Linked DNA regions of Sus scrofa: region 1 is linked to region 2. A link is a contact called in public Hi-C data. All regions are on one chromosome and are shown on one strand. Each heading gives the region's core, a stretch centred on a gene start, on an enhancer-like site or on the middle of the called end of the contact. The rest is flanking DNA. Distances are from core to core; before and after follow the strand shown.

Region 1 (3,502 bases), core at 554-3,053, 220 kb after region 2:
AAACAGGTGTCAGAGTTTGGGTTGTGGCTCAGGGGAAACAAATCTGACTGGCATCCATGAGGATGCAGGTTCCATCCCTGGCCTTGCTCAGTGGGCTAAGGCTCTGGCATTTCTGTGAGCTGTGGTGTACGTCAAAGACAAAGCTCAGATCCCTCATTGCTGTGGCTGTGGTGTAGGCCAGCAGCTGCAGCTCTGATTCAATATGCTGCAGATGCGGCCCCCAAAAGACAAAAATAAAATAAAAGTAGATGTCTATGTGTTCTAAAAAATATCTCATTAAAAAAAACCAGGAGTTTCCGTTGTGGCTCAGAGGGTTAAGAACCTGACATAGTATCCATGAGGATGCTGGTTGGATCTCTCTCAGTGGGTCAAGGATCTGGTGTCACCGGCAGCTGCAGCTCTGATTCAACCCCTAGCCCAGGAACTTCTATATGCCACAGGTGCAGCCCTAAAAAAGAAAAAGAGAGAAGAGAAAAAAGAAAAACTGTAAAAATAAAATGTGATTGACAAAAGTCTATGGAATTTCTGAATCACTTCTGCAATGCCTAGAGAGCTCAACAATAATGTTTGAAAACTACAGGCCTGAGCCCTCATTTGAGGCCACTTAAGGTATTATGATGAAAACCACATGAAGTTTCTCACCCCAGCAGCGGAGAATAACTCTCTTCCTTCCCTCCCATTTGTCACCTTTAATTTAAGACTTCTGCTTCGTGTTGTTCTCCTATTTCTCCCTGGCTAGACTCTAAGCTCCTTGCAATCAGGGACCTGGCTCAGAGGTCTTTGTGTATTCAGGACCTAACACAGTACCAAGCACAGAGCACAGGCTCAGCTAAGTGTTGAAGAATAGAGGAAAAAGAACCATTACGAAGGTCTTGGAGAGATGGTGTTGGACCTTTCTGCTGCTCTACGCCTGGAGCTCTGTAACTTACTAGCCCTGAGACTTTCAGCTTATAATTCCTTATCTGTACAACATGATATTATCTCGCATTTTTATTCCTTAAAGTAAATAGGGAGCCTCTCAACTTCACCACTTGGTGGGAGTTAAATCTCCAAAGAAGTAACTTTGGGGTCCTGTGAAAAGCCCATGTACGCCCATGAGGGCAGGGGTTTCGGGGAGTCTGTCTGCTTTTTTCTTTTCCCCAACTGCTGTCTGCCCAGTGCTTGGAACAGTTCCTGGCATGTAACAGGTGCTCAATAAATCGCTGTTGAATGAGTGAGTTAAAATGAAAAATAGCTACACATCGAGTAAAAAACGCTTTGTGAAGTGCAACGATACCCCTATATTCGGAATGAATCTTGGGTCCAGCCCCTGGTCCTGGGAGCGGGCGCGCGGGATCCAGTCGGTCGGAGCGCCGCGGACGCGCCAGCCTAGCAGCGAAGGCCGGGAAACTGCGGGAGGTGGTCTGGAGGCGGCCGGCGGGAAGGGAGGGCAGGCGGGAGAGTCGTGGGCGCCGGCCGAGGGGCCGGACCCGCGCTGGGGAGGTGGGCGGCCCCGGGGCGGCAGCCCGCAGGCGGTCCGGGGGAGCCAGGAGCCCGGAGCAGGCGCGCCACGCCCCCCGGTGGGCGGACCCCGGAGCCGGCGGCGCGGGGGCGGGGCCTGGCTCTCCGTGCCGGGGGCGGGGCTGGGCCTGGGCGCTCCGGGCCGGTGGGGGACCTAGCTGGTCGGCGGGAGCGACCGGAGCCCGGGCCACCAAGGGGTGCGACCCCCCACTGGCCCCGCCTTCCCGGCTGCGGCCGGGCCAATCAGAGCGGCTTTTACTGGCGGGTGGGACCAGCCGGCCCAGCTGCTCGGAGGCTCTGGCATGGTAACGTCCCCGCGCGGGGGTGGAGGGGCCCGGGGCGGTCCCATAGCGCCCCCGGCTGCCCGGGCCCGGACCCGGGGCCCGGGGAGGCCGTCGGGGGTACCTAGGACTCCGGGGTAGAACAGGGGGATTGGGGGGGTTAGGGAGAGGAGCCTGGGAGGGGGGAGGGGGCGGGGATTTGGGGGAGAAGGGGCGGGGGAGGCCATGATGGAGGATGGCGGGGGGTTGGGGGCTGAGGGGAACTAGAGTTGCGCGACTGGGTGAGGAGGAGGAAGGGATGCAGGGTAGGTTTGTGGAGAAATGTCGGGGAGGAAGAGAGGGGCGAGAGAAATGTGGGAACCGCGGGACTAGGGGAAAGCTGGGGGCCACAGTTTCCCCTCTTGCGATATTTGGCCTGCGACATGCCCCTTCCCCAGACTCAGTGCTTGGACCCTTCGGAAGCCCTGGATGCCCCATAAGACCTCTTGGAGACCCCCTCCTTCATTTCCCCACATTGTCTCCTGAGGTGAGGAGGGGGCATCGTCTCCTGAGGAAAGAGAGGCTTCCGGCCCCCACCCAGTGCTGGACAAGTCAAGAAATGGAAGGGCAGAGGCCCCTCGGTCCCAACCCTGGCTCTGCAGTCCACAAACTGTGTAACATCTCTGTGTGACCTTGGGCAAGTCACTACTTTTCTTTGGGCCTTAGATTTCCCATCGATTTAAGTTAAAAAAAAAAAAAAAAAAGGAAGATGCATGAAAATGACATCCCAGGTCCCTTCCTGCTCCCAAATGGGATGATTCTTGAGGGGAGAGTTCAGGAGAATGGGTTCTAGGATGTGGGGAAGCAAAGGAAAGAAGGTTGAACGTGGAGGCAGGCCTTCAGCTGGGGCTGCAGAAAATCCCCAGGGAGGTGGGGGGATGGGAGGCACAAAGCAGGGCTGGGGCAGGCTAGCCAGCGCCTCTGGAATCCTGTTGGAGGGATGGGGAAACTCTTTAAGGAGGAGGTTGAGTCCTAACCCAGGAAAGATGACCAGAAAACATTCTGTTCATCAGCTGGAGAGTGATGAGGAGACGGCAGGATCAGAGAGAAGCAATGGAAGATATTTTCTAGAGTCTTTGGGAGCAGGAGGAATAATCAGGCTGGTACAGGGGAGTGGGGACTAGGCCAATCTGGAAAACATGGAAGGAGAGGCTGATGCTGTCTAGGGCAGCTGCAGAAAGGCAGCAAGTAGAAAATAGGCTACAGGGGAGTCAACCAGTCTCTCAGACTCCCTTGTACTTTTCTCTTTGATGATGGCTACTTCTTTCTGGGAGATGTGCCTTCCAGCCTTCATTTTCCAACACATATCCCTTTAGGGAGTGAGTCACACCAAGCCAGTCTTGCAGTCACCTGGCTGGCTGAGGATTTCAGGATTGTGTGAGAGTTGGGGTGGAAAGAAAACTTAGAGCAGTGAATTTGAATGTAAGAAATACCTGTGGCACCATCCTGCTTGCTGGGAGACTGCTTTGTGGAGTAGTTGAAAGCACAGGCTTTGGGGTCAGACTGCTTGGATTCCACAATTGCCTCTGCCATTTAATCTCCTAGAACCTTGGTCAAGTTCCTTGATCCCTCTGAGCCTCAGTTTCTTTATCTACAAAATGGGAGTAATAACCTCTAAGATAGTTGCAAGGATTAAATGAGTGTTTGGCATGGTATCTGGCTCATAATAAGCACTCAGTAAA
Region 2 (3,475 bases), core at 322-2,821:
CCACATCTAGAACAATGCCCACTGCTCATTGGGTGATCAATTTATCTAATGAAAAGAGAACAGTTTTACTTCTATTTGAGTCTTTGAAAGATTCAGTAGTAAGCAGCACATGGTATACTGCCCTAACTAGTGGGATGACCTACCTAGTCCTTTTTCTTTAGATCTGTAAATGATATGGGTGGATTAGGTTAGGCATTATTTAACTAGGGGCCAGTGGGCTCCAGAGGATTTTTGATCCTTCACTCCTTGCAAAGTTAAAAACCAAAGGACCTGATGACTTGGCAGAGATTACACTATTCCATTACTTGTCCTGAAACTGTAATAACAAATCTGTGAAAACCAAAACTACACTGTTTCTGTGGTGCCTATATACGCTCATATACACTCTGGCTTGTCATTGGTGCCTGTCCAGAGCCCCTTTTGCTTTGGTCTCAAAAGTTAAGAACACGGGGACAGATTCTTAATCACATTTTCAAGGTTGATTGCCTAAATACCCGACCTTTAAGCCACTCCTAATCATCAACCCCTTTGGCAATGCGGTGAGTGCTTCACACGTGAACACTGTCTAGAAAGGTGCACAATTAGAAATGGTTCTGGCCTTGGGGTGCTTGGGAAACTAACCACGAAGACAGAAGAATATTTAACATAAAGATTCGACCGTCAGTGTAACTGACCACAGCCGCCTAAAGGGATGCAGACAACTCAGTAGACTAGAAATCCAACGAGGAAATGGACTTGGGCAGTTGTGTCCGGGGTCATGGCAGAGGTCCCTCAGTTTGCTCCCGAAGTTATCCTCTGCCCAGCTGGGGAGGTGCACTGCTCCCCACCAACTCCTTACCAGCCTGTATGGATTCCCAGGAGGCTGAGTGGCTACGGAATCAGGACATTTCCCGTAGTCAGTGGTTCTGAAATGGCCTTTTGGAGTAAATCTTGGGTCGGGACAGAGGCAAAAGTGAAAGTGGTGTTAAGCTGTTGGGGCAGAGTCGTGGCACGGGAAGCGGGAGAAGCCTGGGAGACCAAGTCCCCGCCTGGACCTAGAGAGAAAAGCCCCTCTCGAGGTTCCCTTCGAGGCGGCCGCCTTCGGCAACCTCCGGGGAGTTTCGGCTCTTTCCGGCAGTTCCAGCTCAGGCCCTCTACTACCAGCACGCGCTGTGCCCCCCACCCCACTCCGCCCGGCTCTTTCGGGGCACGGGCCATTCTGCACGAGGGCACGATCTCTTGCCCCACCCGTCCTCACGTCCATCTACTTTGTTCCCTACCTATTCCTCCTATCCCTTCCCTTCCTCGTTCTTCCCAATCCCCGGACATCCGAGCTCCCTCAACTCGGGTGCCCGGCCCGGCGGGCAGTGCGAAGCGCGAGGGACCGGTCCACGAGAGGAGCGGTAACCCGACGGACTGGAGGCGCCTCTCTCCGCGAGCTTCCCCGCGCGCAGCTCCTCGGCTGGCCGGCCGCCTCACGCCTCCCTCGCGCACCGGTTGGCTGCAACGGCCTCGAGCTCGGCGCGCCGAGTTCGCGCCGGCGCGAGCACGCGCCCTGTGCGCTGGCTGGCCGGCGCGCACGCGCCCGAGCGGGCTGCGGGGCGGGGCGAAGAGCTCGAGCCCCGGCGAGGTCGGTGTAGATCCGCTGGCACTTCGGCCCCCAGCCGCCGCTGCGATTCCCAGCCCGCCACCCGGCTGAGGAGGGTAGCGAGGAAAGGGGCGGAGGGGCGGGGCGGCGCCCGGCTCCGAGAGAGCTGGGGGAGGAGCGCGGCGGCGACGGAGGTGGCTCTAGAAGAGCCGGAGGAGGCGGCGGAGGAGCTCCTTTCCTCTTCTCAGACCCCGGAGCGTCCCGGACGCAGAGCCGGAACTGGGGGGACGCGGAGACTGCGGAGGCCCGGGGTAGGTGAGGCTGAGGGTGCTGGGCGGAGGGTTGGTGGGGGATGAAGAGGGGCACAGAGGTGTAAAGAGCGGGCTTGAGGGAGGGCACGGGGGAGGGGGCAGTAGTTGGGGGTTGGGGTACCGAGAGGAGGGGGATGTGAGTCCTTGGGACCTGGAGTGCCCAGATGGTGAAAGGTTTCTGGGGTCAGTGGGGCGGGCGGAAGACACCGGGTCCGAATTGGGGGGTTTCCAGAAGCATAGGCCGGGGAAACAATGGAGTGAGGGGGGGACTCTTGGTGTGAGCTTGTGTGGGGCACTGGATTTTAAGAGACGAGAGATCGAAAGGCATGAAAGAATGGATCGTTTGGTATGAGAAGTACAATGAATTGAGAATTCATCGGGGATGCGTAAGGTCAGCTGTGTGGCTATCGGAGGTTCTTAGGATTTGGAGGCAAAGTAGGATTTAAAAATAAGAGATAGAAGGGCATTCTTGGAATTGAGGAGGGGCGGGAAACGGAACGGAAAATAAAGCAAAGAGGGGCAGAGAAAGAAAATAAATGCGGTTTGGATTTGAATTAAAGCGGAAGGGTAAATCCAGTTAGAGAGTATAGGGTAGGTGGACTGGAGTGGCATTTTTCTCCTAATTCATCCAGGATGACTGGCTTCTTTTAGAAGATGGATCTTTCTCTGGCATGTCCCTCTGCCAAGGAGTACAAGACACTCTTAATAATATGGTTATCCTGTGTAGTCCATTTATTTCATTGATAAAACATGCTTGTAATATTTCTTTCCCCTCTGTATAATTTACCTGTGGTTAATGAAGCAAGAGAGGACAGACCACTAAAAATAGGAATTGTGCTTTGAGTTTAGTTATTGATAATGCAGAGTTTAGGATGTTTGGGAGAGAACCACAAGTTTGTTTTTATTTAGCCTTGATAAAATCTAAGTTACTTGTACTTTGTTAGAATTACAGTTTCTCGATGAGAAATGGTCACGTACCACCTGCCACTGGTTTTATGCTTGTGAGAGCATTTGGGTTCTGCCTCAAGAAATTCTTGATGCCGATTTCAAATTATCAGGCTGCCTTGTACCTTCCAGTTTGAATTAAGGTGATTTGAAAATATTGTGGGGAAGTATTTCTGGGGTTATGATCTGTACATTTCCTTGATATGTGGATTTCCAGACCAGATTTTGAATGGTACTAGATATGACTCCTGATTTTGAAATTGTAGTTACCATTATGTGTTCATAAATAGTCCACATAAAGCTTTTTATTTGTTGGGCATTAAGTTTTGCTGACTCATCTAAGATTTCTGGGAATTTTTTGGTTTATATTTCTCAGCTAGGTCTTGCATAGTAGCATTAGACTATAAAGGTCCAAAAATATCTAAATTGTCACTTTTATGTTATAAAAACTGAATAAAGCGAAGAGTGCAGCTTCCTCATTAGTGATAATGAGGCTCTTGATTGACCTCTTAATGAGGCTAGGCAAGGTGGTAAGATTGTTTTGCATCATTATCTCATTTAATTTAATTCTCACAGTTATTTCCTATTTTATAAATTAAGAGATTAAATACTTTACTAGGTCACAGAGCTAGTAAATAAAGCTGAATTCGGA

The links. A called contact is a pair of places that touch in the nucleus more often than the background predicts.
Region 1: a Hi-C map of embryonic fibroblasts shows a contact between it and region 2, with 1.8 times the contacts expected there. The contact joins the promoter of FAM186B here to the promoter of SPATS2 in region 2. A contact is called at or near these places in 2 of 47 Hi-C or Micro-C datasets (embryonic fibroblasts and fetal heart ventricle) and 1 of 2 datasets of contacts at active chromatin or transcription factors (alveolar macrophages).

Annotation. Positions count from the first base shown.
Region 1 is chr5:15,568,855-15,572,356 of Sscrofa11.1, forward strand. It overlaps FAM186B (protein FAM186B), which reads right to left and starts at 1,804. Exons shown (of 10, transcript XM_021091213.1): 1 at 1,712-1,804; 2 at 1,277-1,658. The coding sequence starts at 1,804. It overlaps PRPF40B (pre-mRNA-processing factor 40 homolog B), which reads left to right and starts at 1,286. Exons shown (of 25, transcript XM_021091619.1): 1 at 1,286-1,805. The coding sequence starts at 1,803.
Region 2 is chr5:15,346,051-15,349,525 of Sscrofa11.1, forward strand. It overlaps SPATS2 (spermatogenesis-associated serine-rich protein 2), which reads left to right and starts at 1,572. Exons shown (of 13, transcript XM_021091602.1): 1 at 1,572-1,882.